Linked DNA regions of Mus musculus: region 1 is linked to region 2. Evidence: chromatin contacts called from public HiChIP or PLAC-seq data. All regions are on one chromosome and are shown on one strand. The core of a region is the stretch at or near the end of the contact, and the rest is flanking DNA. Distances in the headings are between cores, read along the strand shown.

The links. HiChIP or PLAC-seq counts read pairs in DNA pulled down with a chosen protein or histone mark.
Region 1: a contact with region 2 is called in an HNF4G HiChIP or PLAC-seq map of pancreatic cancer cells. The contact joins two enhancer-like sites. A contact is called at or near these places in 1 of 484 Hi-C or Micro-C datasets (CD4 T cells) and 6 of 115 datasets of contacts at active chromatin or transcription factors (the HPC-7 cell line, effector CD8 T cells, epiblast stem cells and 3 more).

Annotation. Positions count from the first base shown.
Region 1 is chr1:91,189,290-91,195,306 of GRCm38.p6, forward strand. All of the region lies in intron 1 of Ramp1 (receptor (calcitonin) activity modifying protein 1), which reads left to right. Among named protein-coding and RNA genes, the nearest start is that of Ramp1, 12 kb to the left of the region's middle. Within about 2 kb of position 4,167, at least 76 of the 459 cell types and tissues checked have an H3K27ac peak or open chromatin away from gene starts, as enhancers often do. A contact at or near this core is called in the HPC-7 cell line and pancreatic cancer cells, where this site is marked.
Region 2 is chr1:91,067,972-91,074,524 of GRCm38.p6, forward strand. Lrrfip1 (leucine rich repeat (in FLII) interacting protein 1) reads left to right here. Exons shown (of 25, transcript NM_001310732.1): 2 at 592-678; 3 at 5,353-5,370. Among named protein-coding and RNA genes, the nearest start is that of Lrrfip1, 18 kb to the left of the region's middle. Within about 2 kb of position 1,825, at least 38 of the 459 cell types and tissues checked have an H3K27ac peak or open chromatin away from gene starts, as enhancers often do. A contact at or near this core is called in the HPC-7 cell line and pancreatic cancer cells, where this site is marked.

The sequences.
Region 1 (6,017 bases), core at 2,917-5,416, 120 kb after region 2:
GAGCACAGAACCTCCTCCTCACCAGCAAGCGTTATTTTCTGGGTTGGCTGCTATGAACAGCATCGCATCCATTACTCTGTGGGTGGAACTGCACTTTGTCAGGGACCATGTTATGATCTATCACTTTTAAGTCTTAGATTGCTGGAACTAAGCACTGCTCATTGTTGGGGTGTTCAGGAGTCCCTTGATGGTGGTACTCCTTTGAATCTCTTTGAAAGGTTGTTCACGTTTGTAATTAAAATAGAATTATATCACATTGCCCCTTCCCTTTCCTCCCTCCAGTCCCTCCCAGGTCTCCTCCTTCTAACCCCTTCCAGGTCTATCTCAAATCCATAGGGTTTTTTTCTTTATTATTGTTACGTGTGTGTGTGTGTGTGTGTGTGTGTGTGTGTGTGTGTTTTATGTACAAGTGCGCACAATTATGTAAGTACAACCTACTGAGTTTGATATTGCTGTTTATGTGTGTATATGGTTTTTGGGAGGACCACTTTGTATTAGAGAACCAGGAAGGGGCTCATCCCTGGGAGAAGGCTAACTCTCCTTCTCCTGGCAGCATTGAGACCCAGGTAGCATCTGACGTTTCCAAGGACTGGGAGGACACATTGCATTTGCTTGCCTGGGTCTCGTGACTTTGGGCTGGCTACTCCCTATCATCTAGGCTCCTCACCAGAATGAAGGTAGCACAGGGTCACATCCCTTGGGACAGTTGTGAGGATGCTGCCCCCATGCAGAGCCTGGTGGGACCTGGGGCACTGTCAGTGGTCTCTGGGAATTGTTTGCTTTTCTGGTTTTAAGACATGTTTGGGAGTTGGACGTGGTGGCACACACCGTTAATCTCAGCACTCAGAAGGCAGGGGCAGGTGGATCTCAGTGAGTTCAAGGCCAGCCTGGTCTACAGAGTGAGTTCCAGGACAGCCAGGGCTACACAGAGAAACCCTGCCTCAGAAAAACAAACAAACAAACAAACAGACAGACAGAAGAACTGCATTTGGGGTTTTGTTTTCTGTTTCCCATTGTTCGCTACTTGTAGAGACATCCTGTCCATCCTGTCCATCTGTCCTCCTTTTCTTCCTTTCATTTTTCAAATTTTGGCACTTTTTGTTTTGGTTTGGTTTGGTTGGTTTTGGTTTTTTGTATTTATTCCTTTCTCTTTTTTAATTTTCTTTCTTTTTTTGACACAGGTATAGGATTTTGATTGTTGGTGTACAGGGAGGCTACTGAGTTGTGTGTTGCTTTTGTTTCCTGGTGCTTTGCTGAACGGATGGGTAAGATCTAGTTTTCTTGGGGAGTCCTCTGAGTCTTTAAGTACAGGTCTATGTCAGCTGCAAATAGGGATGCTTAGACTTCTCCTTTCCTGTTTGTATCTTTGTTTCTTTCTCTTATCGCCCTCTCTATGAGTGTAAGTGCTATAGTGAGCAGGAGCAACAGGAAGGGCCCCTCAAGGGGCATTTGTGTTGTGTGCAGTGTCTGGTCGCTGGGAAGCATCCTCTGCTCTCCACACACAGCCACTGCATACGTGAATACATCTGCATGTGCGTGTGCGTGTGCATGTGTGTGTGCTTTGGACACATGCATCTTCGTGTGTCATGTGTATATACACACAGGCAGATACAGAAAAAAGAAGAGTGAGCATAATGCTCACTTTCCTTATTCTGATATTGGAGGAAATGCTTTCGCTTTCCCTGTCTATAGTTTTCTGTATACAGCCTTTGTCACATTACAATCTACTCCTTATGTTCTTAGTTCCCTCATGAAGTGACACTGAACTTTCTCTAAGGCCTTTTCCACATCTACAGAGGTGATCAGGTGATTTCTGTCCTACAGTGTGTTTCTTTTCTCTTTCCTTTTTAAAATATTTATTGATTTATTTTATATAAGTACACTATAGCTGTCTTCAGAAATGCCAGAAGAAGGCATTGGATCCCATTACAGATGGTTGCGAGCCACCATGTGGTTGCTGGGAATTGAACTTGCTGAGCCATCTCTCTGGCACCCCTAAAGTGTGTTTCTATGTTGTGTTACAGTCCTTGGTTTCATATGCTGGAGCAACTGTGTAGCCCCTGGTTACCTTGATCATGACTCACCTTGGTCTTGGTGTGTGCTTGAATTCTATATATAGGTATTTGATTGACCATTTTCATGTCTATGCTCACCAGCGAAAGTGGACTAATAGTCTTTTTTTTTTTTTTTAATTTTGAGCAGGCCTCACTATGTAGCCTTTGTTGGCCTGGAGCTCACAGAAATCCACCTGCCTCTGCCTCCCCAGGTAGTCAGACTAGAGGTTGAACATGTCAGCTGGTCTACAGGGCAGGTATGTAAAAGTGTGTTCTTCAGTTCGAATGACTGTGTAGTTTCTGCGATTGGTTTTGTTACTTATTTCTAGTTTCATTTCACTGTGGTCCCATAAGACACTAGAAAATTCCTGACTCTTTTACCTTTGTCTCTTTTACATTTGTTAAAGCATGCTTTGTGGCCTAGAAGGTGGTCTAATCTTGAGACAGACCCTTGGGCTGCCAAGATGTACATTTTACCTCCTCTACTAGGTAAAAGGTTCCAGACAGAGCTTTTCAAAAAAAAAAACAAAACTGGGGTGCCACCATTAGTGTCAAACAATGAAAACCCTTTGTTCTCCTAGGACTGTGTAGGATGAGCTGTAGGGATGTCAGAGCCACCCACACAGACAGAAGATGCCCTGAAGACCTGGTGTGGGGGGAAAGATGGTGCAGAGGATTGTTCTCAGCTTGCCCTCATGTTCTCGGGATGTCCTTGCTCTCTTCACCTCCAGTTCCTTTGTGGGAGCCATCTGTCACTGATGTAGTGTCGTGCAAATGCTGCTCCCAGGTGCCTGGTTACTTCTGGGCATCGTTGTGATGTGGCAGGGACCGTCATCTGCTAGGACTGCCCTAGAGTCTCAGAGCCTCTGAGGACAGAGGTTCCCCTAGGAACCCCCTGTGGGTTACTGCTACCTGAGAAGTCCTGAGCCCACATCTCCAGAGCGTCTGTGGTAAGCACGCTCAGGATGGCAGCCGGCACTAGCACTCTGATGTCATCCACTCGTGATGGCTTCTCTCTGTGTGTGATGCTATGTGTGCTCAGCTGAGGCACATATAGTAGTAGAGAGAAGGAGCAGAGGAGCGATGCTGAATTCTGAAGTTATGCACAGCCGAGGGGCACGCCTGTCCTGACAGGCAGCTGAGAGAGCAGCATTGTCTCCGTCTAGGTTTCAGAGGCAGCAGTCCCCAGTGGTTACATTTGCCTGCACATAGAGTCAGCCTTTTGACTCCAAAGCTTAAAGTTTGAGGCAGTTTTACTGTTTGTTGTTGCTTGTTCTTTATGAGAGATTAGGATGTTCTTCCAATTACAAAATGAAACTACTCTCTGCCTGCGGAGCTGCCCGTGGCCCCAATCCACACTCTCCAAGGCAGGAAGGGATGAGTTTATGAGTCTAGCAGAAGAAAGATGGGGCTGAGCATAGCAAGTCTCCCCCTTGGGAGGTGGAGGGGTGATCTGAGAAGAATGGGAGGTACAAGGACCAGGTCAGGTAGGGTCAGCTCTACAGCTAGACCAGGGAGGCCCAAAGACTATCCAGGAGATTTTTGTCTTGGCAGAATGCTGGGGGTGGGGTGGGGGGAAGCATTCTCCTGGAAGTGTGGAGGGGACATGATTGGTCCTTCTGGGCCCCCAGCCTCCAAGTGCCCTTTTCTGTTGGGGACCATCTCTCCACAGAGGCAGCACAGTCTCTCCTGTGTACTAGCTCTGCAGGACAGGAGTGCATCTCCTATTCCCCTCCCTGGCCCCTTCACAGGGGACTTGGGGACACCAGATCTCTTTAGCTGATCCTTGGTGTCGACATCAGCACACACCGGGTTCTAATGCATGGCACCCAGAACCTTCCCTGAGGCACCCCCTTCTCTGCCCTAAAACTGACTCTTCCAGAACAGGAAGGAAGGCCAAGTCACTCTTGATCCTCTCCATTGCCTAGCCAGTACCTTGCACCAGTGGTGACCCCAGGTACCCTGCCTTCCTTTCCTAGCTGTGTTTCCTGGCAGTGGTGTGTGGGTATCTCAGGCATTTGGTGAAAATGTATGTGCCACTCTGCTGCGTGCCAGGGACGACTGCCCCTGTGAGTCAGAAAGGAGTGGGAGGTGAAAGCAGGGCAAATGTGGTTTTAAAAAAAAGTCTTTGCCCCCTCACCCTGAGCACCCCGGATGTGGCTGTGTCTATGTCTATGGAGGGTGTGCTGGCTTCCTGCAGCTATGGGCAGCTGGAGGAGGACAGCTTGGGGCACGGAGTTCATGAAAGGGGGAGTCATATGAGGTACAAGGCAGGTCTGGGTGCCAGGAGCCATAAAGTATAGGGGATAAATGGAGAGAGGACCCTTGACACTCACACGAGGTCTCATCCCAGCTTCTGGAGCTTGCTGTACATTTGAGGCTTCCTGACTACCACAGGAAGGCTTCCACAGGGGATCCTGGTGGGACAGAGATGGTGTTACCCTTTCCCCAGCCTCCACTGTGGCTGACATGATCCTCAAGTGTGCGCTGCTGGCTCCGAGGTCCCCAGGTGTGCTCACTGTACTCTTGTGGCCTGAGCATCCATATACTGGCTGCTTCATGAGCTCAAGTGCAGTTCAAGTACTTGCTGGGGAGTGGTGCCTTGCTGTCCTCTGTGTTTCCTAGGGCTCTAGGTTGGGCCCAGAAAACTTCCAGCAGCCCCTCCATGGCCCCTCAAGAGCAGAGGTCTCTCACTGAAGGCTGTGGATTGCCTCCCAAGAGCGATTTCCATCTGTCAGCCTTTCCCTTGGACAGGTCTCCACTCACGACGGCTACTCCTTAGCTTTTCCTAAAAGTCCCCAGGTCTCAGCTTTGTTCTCAGGACTCTAGTGTGTACCAACACCTAGCTCCTTTCCTCACCAGCCCCATCTCAGAGTTGTGGGCATCTCTGTGCCAAGCCTACCATCCTGACACAACCTCCTTCAACCTCTTCCTGAGTGGCTAGCCTCCCAGGGTATCCTACCCTATCCAGTCTCGACCTATTGATTAGTGATGCCTGTGGGGAGTCTCAGACTGGCTGGCACTAGCCTGGTGGCATGTCTGCCTGCAGTGAGAGCAAGCTCAGATTTGCAGAGCTCTGCCACCAGGCCACACGTGGTTCCACATGCTGCTGGGGACAGGGCTCTGGTGTGCTATTTGGCTTTTTATTTTTAATTAAACGTAGGGCTTCAGTTTCACTGCTTTGGCCTCACTGTCAAGATACATGCTCCAGAGTCTGTTATTACCATACAAGGATGGTCCCACGCCCAACTCACTGCCAGGGAATTCACTGTGTGCCACTTTGTGAAGTTTTGCTCGGTGCCATACCACCCTGGCTTCAGAAACACTGATTCTAGCCATGCTGGGCACCCTGTCCAGACTCAGGCAGTCCTATGCCAGCCCTTTTCCCTAGACCATGGTGGGCCAAGCACATGAGTGTGGAGATCACTTTCTAGGGGATACTCCAGTTTCTGCTGCATAGCTGGGCTTCAGCCCTCATGGATATCTCCTGTCCCCTGGGGTCCATCTGTCCTGGTCAGGCAGCTGATGGCTCTGTTCCTATGATCAGAACTCTTTCTCCTCCTGTTCTCCGCCCAACTTGAAACATCTCGCTCTCTGTGAGCTACTCAGTGCCTCTGCTGTGTCCATGGCCTCAGTATCCGGGGCTGGGCTGGCAGATGCCAGATCTGTATCCTTCCAATGGTCCACCCATTAATGTATCCTTCCTGGCAGCACTGTGGGTGACACTGGGTGGTACCCTCCAGTCCCTTTGTTCCCCACCCTCTCTGTGCTCCTCAGCTCTTCCTTACCTGCCCCACCATGACAACCTCAAAGGACAGGCCTTGCCCTTTGACTTCACTCCAAGCTTCTCTAGGGTCTTATCTCAAGCCAGCACCAGAGCTACATCTTGGGCTATGAGAGCCAGGACCAAATTCAGCTCTGGTCTGCACCACCTCTGGCACTGACACTTCAACTCTTTTCTCA
Region 2 (6,553 bases), core at 575-3,074:
TGTCTAAGCCGGGCACAGTAACAACAATGTTGCAGACCATGGCAGTCTCAGCATAGGCTTTTCCTTTCCTTTTGGCGTCAGGAACTTTCACGTCTTTATTAAAGGGAAGTACTTCTAACCTCTTCTTTGGCATATGGAAACTGTCAGAATCACCATTCCCTGTGCTTGGGGGCCATTGCTAAGTGAAATGAGGGCAGGCAACCTCAAGACAGGTTCTGGCTGTTGCTGGCGCGGAGCTGACGGTAACTAACAGGCAGATGGTGGAAACTCTGGGCAAAGCGAGGCAGAACAAAATGGTGCCGGATTTGATCACGCGGCTCAGCATCGGACATGTTTAAATAATCCTTTATTTCTGAGATTTCCCATGTAAGGTTTTTGGACTTTGGTGGACCCCACCCAGCTAATTGAAACTAGATAAAGGCGGAGCTCCCCTTCTTCCTACTCCTGACAACCCTGCCTCTCCGGTGCATCTGTGAATCACACAGTGTGCTTGTTAAGCCCTAAACAAGATTTTCTCTCTACTGTGTCATTAACTACATGCCCGGAAGTTGCCTGGTCTGTTCTCTAACAAGGTTTCTGGGTCTGTTTCAGGCGGAGGCCAGGCTCGCAGCGAAGCGTGCAGCCCGAGCCGAGGCTCGAGAGATCCGGATGAAGGAGCTGGAACGGCAGCAGAAAGAGGTAATGGGGGCTGAGTGTTCCGAGGTTGGCTCTTTCTCTTTCAGGACTGTGAAGACAGCGTACCTGCTGCTGTTGGGCACCTGCTCTCGTCATTGTCACCTTAGTGTTGCTCCAGCTTGGAATGCGTGTGCTCCTTGTAGTTCTTGTTCCAGATTAGCCCCAGAGTGCACACAGCATGAATGCTGGACATCTGTTCCAGGTTAGCCCTGGTGTGCACTTAGCACAGATGCTAGGCATGGCTGTCCAACTGGAGACCTAATGGAGCCAGAGAGATGCTCGCAGCCTGAGAGCTTGCCCTTTAGTCGTAGTTCCTAGGACAGCTTTCTAGCTGAGAGGAGCTTGAGAGGATTGGGTTTGGGCTTCTAACAGGGCGTTGGGGGGCGGGGGAGTAGGGTCTGGATCCTCTTAGAACCAGAAAAGACCAAAATGATTTTCTTTTAATTTAATTGGTCAACTTCTTTCCTTTAAAAACAAAATTGCTTTGAGGCTTATTAGTATCTATCAATGGTTAGTGTAAACTTTGGAATAAGTAGCCACAGGAACAAATAAATGTGTTCTAGGGGACCGGGGTGGTCATCAGTACCTTCAACCCTTCATCTTGTCTACTGTGGGTTTTTAAAACCTTGAGTCAGAATTTTGTTCCAACAGCCAGCGTGTGGGCTCTGTAAGTACGTTAGGGTCCTGGCTTCTTCACAACCTTTCCTGTAACTGATAAATGATCCCTCTGGGGGAGTATTTGCTTCAGCCACATGCTACTGAGCTTGGCCATGCAGATTTGAGACCAGCTGCTGGAGTCGTCCTCCATGTACAGGTTCTGGTTCTGTTAATGGACCCCAGCTGATGCTCATTGTCTGTGTAACTTCAGATGGAAGCTTGGGATTCCAAATTCTCTTAAGACCAGCAGGTTCCTCCTCCAGATCAGCAAGTCCCAAACCTGTCACGTGTACTGTAGGGGTGGCGGATCCACAGCTTAAGATGTTCACCATCCTCGGCCTGGGGGCTTTGCCATCCCAGGAGGAAATATATCAGCAGAAGAGGGGATGTGGCCAGACTTGATTTGGGGAAGGAAACTTGGAGATAGCGTGTGGGTAGCTGTAGAGTGTTGGGAGCCACAGCCTAAAAGGGGTAACCAGAGCCCCAGTGTGGGGAAGGCAGTCAGGGCAGTCACCACAGGGAGGGACCTCACCCCTACCCTGTGGTGATTACAGAGTGACCTTTAGATAGGTTTGGCAAGCGTCTCCTTTATGCTAAGCTATGAGCAGAAAAGTAACCCAGTATTGGAAAATGACTCATTTTTTTCTTTCCGGTTACAAATACAAATGAAAAAATTTCAAAAGTGTAATGTGTTTAGTCTTTGTGATTTTACATTTAGAAGTTGGTACTTTTGTGTGGTTTTTGTTTGTTTGTTGAGACAAGGTCTTTCTATGTAGCCTTGGCTGTCCTGGGACTACCTCTGTAGATTAGGCTGGCCTCAAATTCACAGAGATCCCCCTGCCTCTTTGCCTCCCAAGTACTGCAATTAGAAGCGGATGCCACCACCACCTGGCCTTATGTGTGTTTTTTTTCTTTTAGTTCTCTGGGAAAAGCTTGGGGTCAGTGTTTTCCTAGCATCTGTCTCCCTTCTGAGCAGGTTTATTTTTCAAAAATCAGAAAATAAGTGGTCCTGGGTTCTGCGTTAATTATTTGGGCTTTACCACATGAACTGTGATTCACAGCCCCTCGAGTTAACTGACGTGCCTCCCTCTCCTGGTCTCTTGGCCGAGGGTCATGTGGGCCTAAGGGGAGTCAGGCCAGGTAAACACCTGTCTGGCTGCTCCCACCAGGAAACATCTTCAGGAAACTCACCAGAGACAAATATCTGGGCCCACAAATGGAAAATAGGAAAAGAGCCTACTGCTTTGTAGGCCACTGTCACGCACCTCTGAGCGGGCCCCGCCCAGGCCCAGGGAACCATCCCAACTTGAGCTCCTCGGCTAACGTGGCTGCATCGTACAAACTGGGCCAATTTATTTGGACTGAATATTTAATTTTTATTTTAATAACCAAGTCCCAGCTATTTCTCAGACCTCCTGCTATCATTTTCTCTGTGAAACATTTCTGCTCGTTCAGTAGACACTTGTGGGCCTACTGTGTGCAGGGCCCTGCTAACCCTTCCCATTGACTGTGGGAGCCACAGAGTAGTTGCATGGAGAGGTAGATAGTTCTGTGGCTGGAGGCTGCTGTTTCTTAGGGTTACAGAGGGTAGCTCTTGTCATCTGCCGAGCCAAGAGTCCTATGGGAGCACCCCCTCCAAGACTGCTCCCCATGCTCTAGGCTTCTCTACTATCCCCTCACCCTGATTTTCCCACAGTCCTTTGCTCTTTTTTTCTTTCTCTTTTTCCTTTTGGCAGCAATGGGGATTGAACCCGGGTTCTCATATATGCTAGGTATTCCATACTGAGCCCCAGACCCAGCCCTAGCAATCTGCCAAAATTCCCAGGGTGTTTTGCTGCTCTGCTAGTTCTGGGGGTCAGCTGCACTTCATGTCTCACTGTCCTTCCAGTGCATGATGTGCCTCCCCGCTGTCTGTTTCCACTCTTATCAGAGACAAACCAAGAACTCTGGGCAGTGGCATACGATGAGGCTGTGAGCTGGCCCCACGTCATGCTCATACTGTTAGGTTGGGTGACTTTCACCAAGATGTACAATTCCCACAAAGGTCAAGGTGAGTTGTGTGGTATGTCTACATGCATCCACTAAGTAATACTTGAAACTGTATTCATTCTTACTGATGGGTAGCATTGATTGGCATATGTGCACGATTATATTTTTTAAAGCTTCTACAAACCCCTGGGCAGTTAGCTGTGAGTGTGGCAGTGCCCACCACCAGGAAGAAATTAGTGAGTCCTTACACTTTTTATTTGAGCAGAAGGACACCAAATATCTTCTCATGCTGCTTTTGAAGCAGAATTTGCCAGACAGAGTCCACACCTGTAGCAGGGACCACATAGGAAGAGAAGCAATAGCTGTCCATCTAGCTGTCCCAGATCTGGCCTAGTCCAGGCGGTACACATATATGCTTACATACATACGTGTGTTCAGTGTCAGCGGGCAAGTCTATAGAGAAGAGAGGGAACAGCTAACAGCCCAAGCTTCCAGCCCAACCCCACAGCCCCTCACAGACCGCTCTGCCTGCCTTCTCAGTCCAGGCTATTATTAGCAGCATCAGACCCAGCTGGAGCTCATACCATCTGATAGCCCAGGGCACTGGCATTTTAAGTTGTTGATTAAGGAGAAATGAATATGCTTTGGATGACCAGTGTTTAGCCAGTGGGGTTGATATTTTGTTATAAAACTGGGAAATGTGATCCTTGCTTTCTCCGGGTCACGCTGCTGCTGAGAGGGAATGGCTTTCATAGAGAAAAGGGTTGGAGCTAAGGCAGCCTGGACGAGCTGAGGAGGCCTCAAGCCCGTGCCAAAGTTGGGGTCCCTCAGGAGAGCTTGCAGAGCATGAAGAGAGCAAATATGGGAAAGGCAGAAGTGCTGGGGTGCAGGTCTGTCACCAGGTCTTAGGACAATGAGCGGTATTCAGACCCAGGGTACTCTAGGTGTCCCTGGTAAGGACCGTCAGCCACACAGATGGCAGGAGCCAATGCAGCAGCAACCTCAAGCTGTGCTTCAGGACCGGTTGAGTAGATCTGAACTTATTGATGGGCTCACCAGATAGGAATAGCATGTAGGGGTATTGTGGGGGTCCTTGGACTGATTTGACCGAGAGTTTAGACTGATGGAAAGACGTGTGTCTCGATGCCACTGACTGTATATTCATTTTTGGTTGGTGGTGCTGCATTTATTAATAGTCGAACGATGACTGTGTTTACCTGTGCTTTCCCATATAAATCAAATGTCAGATTTCTAGTTCTAGTCCTGGACCCTTAATAAGGTCTGACATACCTCACGGCTTGTCAAATGAATGCAGGTATCCCTGTCTTAGTGGAGACTGAAATTAAAAGACGGTTCCAAAGCAAAGCACCGTGTTGGGGAGAGGGAGTCCGTCTTGTCTCTCAGCACAATCTCATGGCTGCAGTATTTCGCCGGAATGTTCTTTCCTATAAATCTGCCTGGACCAGGATGCTAAAACCTCTCTATTAATCCTTTCTGAATCTGACCTCTCAATTTCCTCACTTAAAATTTGACACTTTTCTGGTTAAATATTAGTGTGAAAGGCAGTTTTCTTTTTAAAGATAACTTCATGTTTATTCTTTGACGATTTTGTACATGGATATATGATGTATTTTGATCAGAACCCCCTGCCATTCCCCTCTCTCCTTCCCTTCCCACTCCTTCCTGAGCCGCTTTTCCTCCCTCCGTGTCCCCATCTCCTTTAAAGTCTGAAAAGGTGTCTTTAATTCCTATTGCCTGCTGTGGCAATGGGCTGTGCATCTGGTAACAGTGGGATCTGCAGGCATTGCTGTGGAGCGAGTGACCGTCAACCGTCATTTAAGACAGCACCAAACGAGTGAAGACGTGGACCTTAATGCATTTTCTCTTTATATTCCATCTACAATCTTTGTTTTTCTGTAGTATAGCGTTTATTCGTATTTCTGGTTGTCACAGAACCATTCTCATATTCCCACAATTTTAACTGAATTCTCTGTTTCTCCCCCTGCTTGTCTCTTCCATCCTTTCCTGTAGATCTATCAAGTCCAGAAGGTAGGCCCTGTCCTTCATTCCTACTGCGCATGTGCTGCTTTCCCGTGCTGCGGCCCTGCCACCTGCAGAACAGTGTGTTCGCTGAGCTTGCCGTGTTCACATCCACCCCTGTGCCCTTGTCAGATAAACCAGTCTCTCCCGACACGAGGCAGTAGCCATGCATGGAACACATCCCTCCATCCCTTTGCCTCAAGGAATTGGAAAACTGTCTCCAATGGAGAAAAAAAATTCTAACACAAACCACATTTTTAGAACTGGAAGAAGCTTTTTAAAATTGCATATTAAAAGATAAAAGTCTTTTTTTCTAGATGACTGTAAGATACCAGTGTAAATTGCCACATTTTAAGACATTATTGGGTTGTAATTCCATAATCCTAGGACTCAGGGAGTGGAGACAGGAGGATCACTGAAAGTTCAAGGCTATCCTGGGATTATGTGGTTATTTGAAGGCTAGCCTGGTCAACATACATAATAAGACCCTGTCTCAAAAAAACGAGGGGAGAGAAGGAGAGATATAGATAGATAGATAGATAGATAGATAGACAGACAGACAGACAGATAGGATGGGCAGACAAACAGATGGAGACATTAGATATTAGACCAGGTATGGTAGCCCCCAGTACTTAGGAGAATAAGACAGAAGGATCGAAAGTTTCAGGACAGAAAAGAATAAAAATCTAGAAGAAGAGAGTGAAAGATTATAGATTATTGGAGGTAGATTTGAAAGTCTTAATAAAATGTGAAAAACACAAAGCTGAAAGAACAAAAGTCCCACTGTCCTCCCCACTTGGAACTACAGCATTATAGGCTAATGCCCTATAATGTCCTCTCGATTCCATGACAGCCGCAGAAGTGAGGATGGTGAGCAGGGCATGCTGAGCACTGGCTGTCCACAGGCTTGCAGCTCAGCCAGGGTGGCCCCCGAGTGTGGTTACAGGGCTTGGTAAGCCTTTCCTACGTGTGAGCATTTCCTATGGGAGAGCCTGTGTTCTTTCCTGCACTTGTTCAGTTTCTGCCTAGAATGGCCGTATCTTTTAAAGCAGAGAGTCAGAGTCAGAATATAGTCTCTCAGGATCGAAAGCACAATGGCCTCTTAAGCATGTCACTAGTAAACCTGCTATAGACGATCCTGAGCTCAGTATGATGACCCCCGCCCCCAGTCCATCCAGACCTGCCTCAAGTG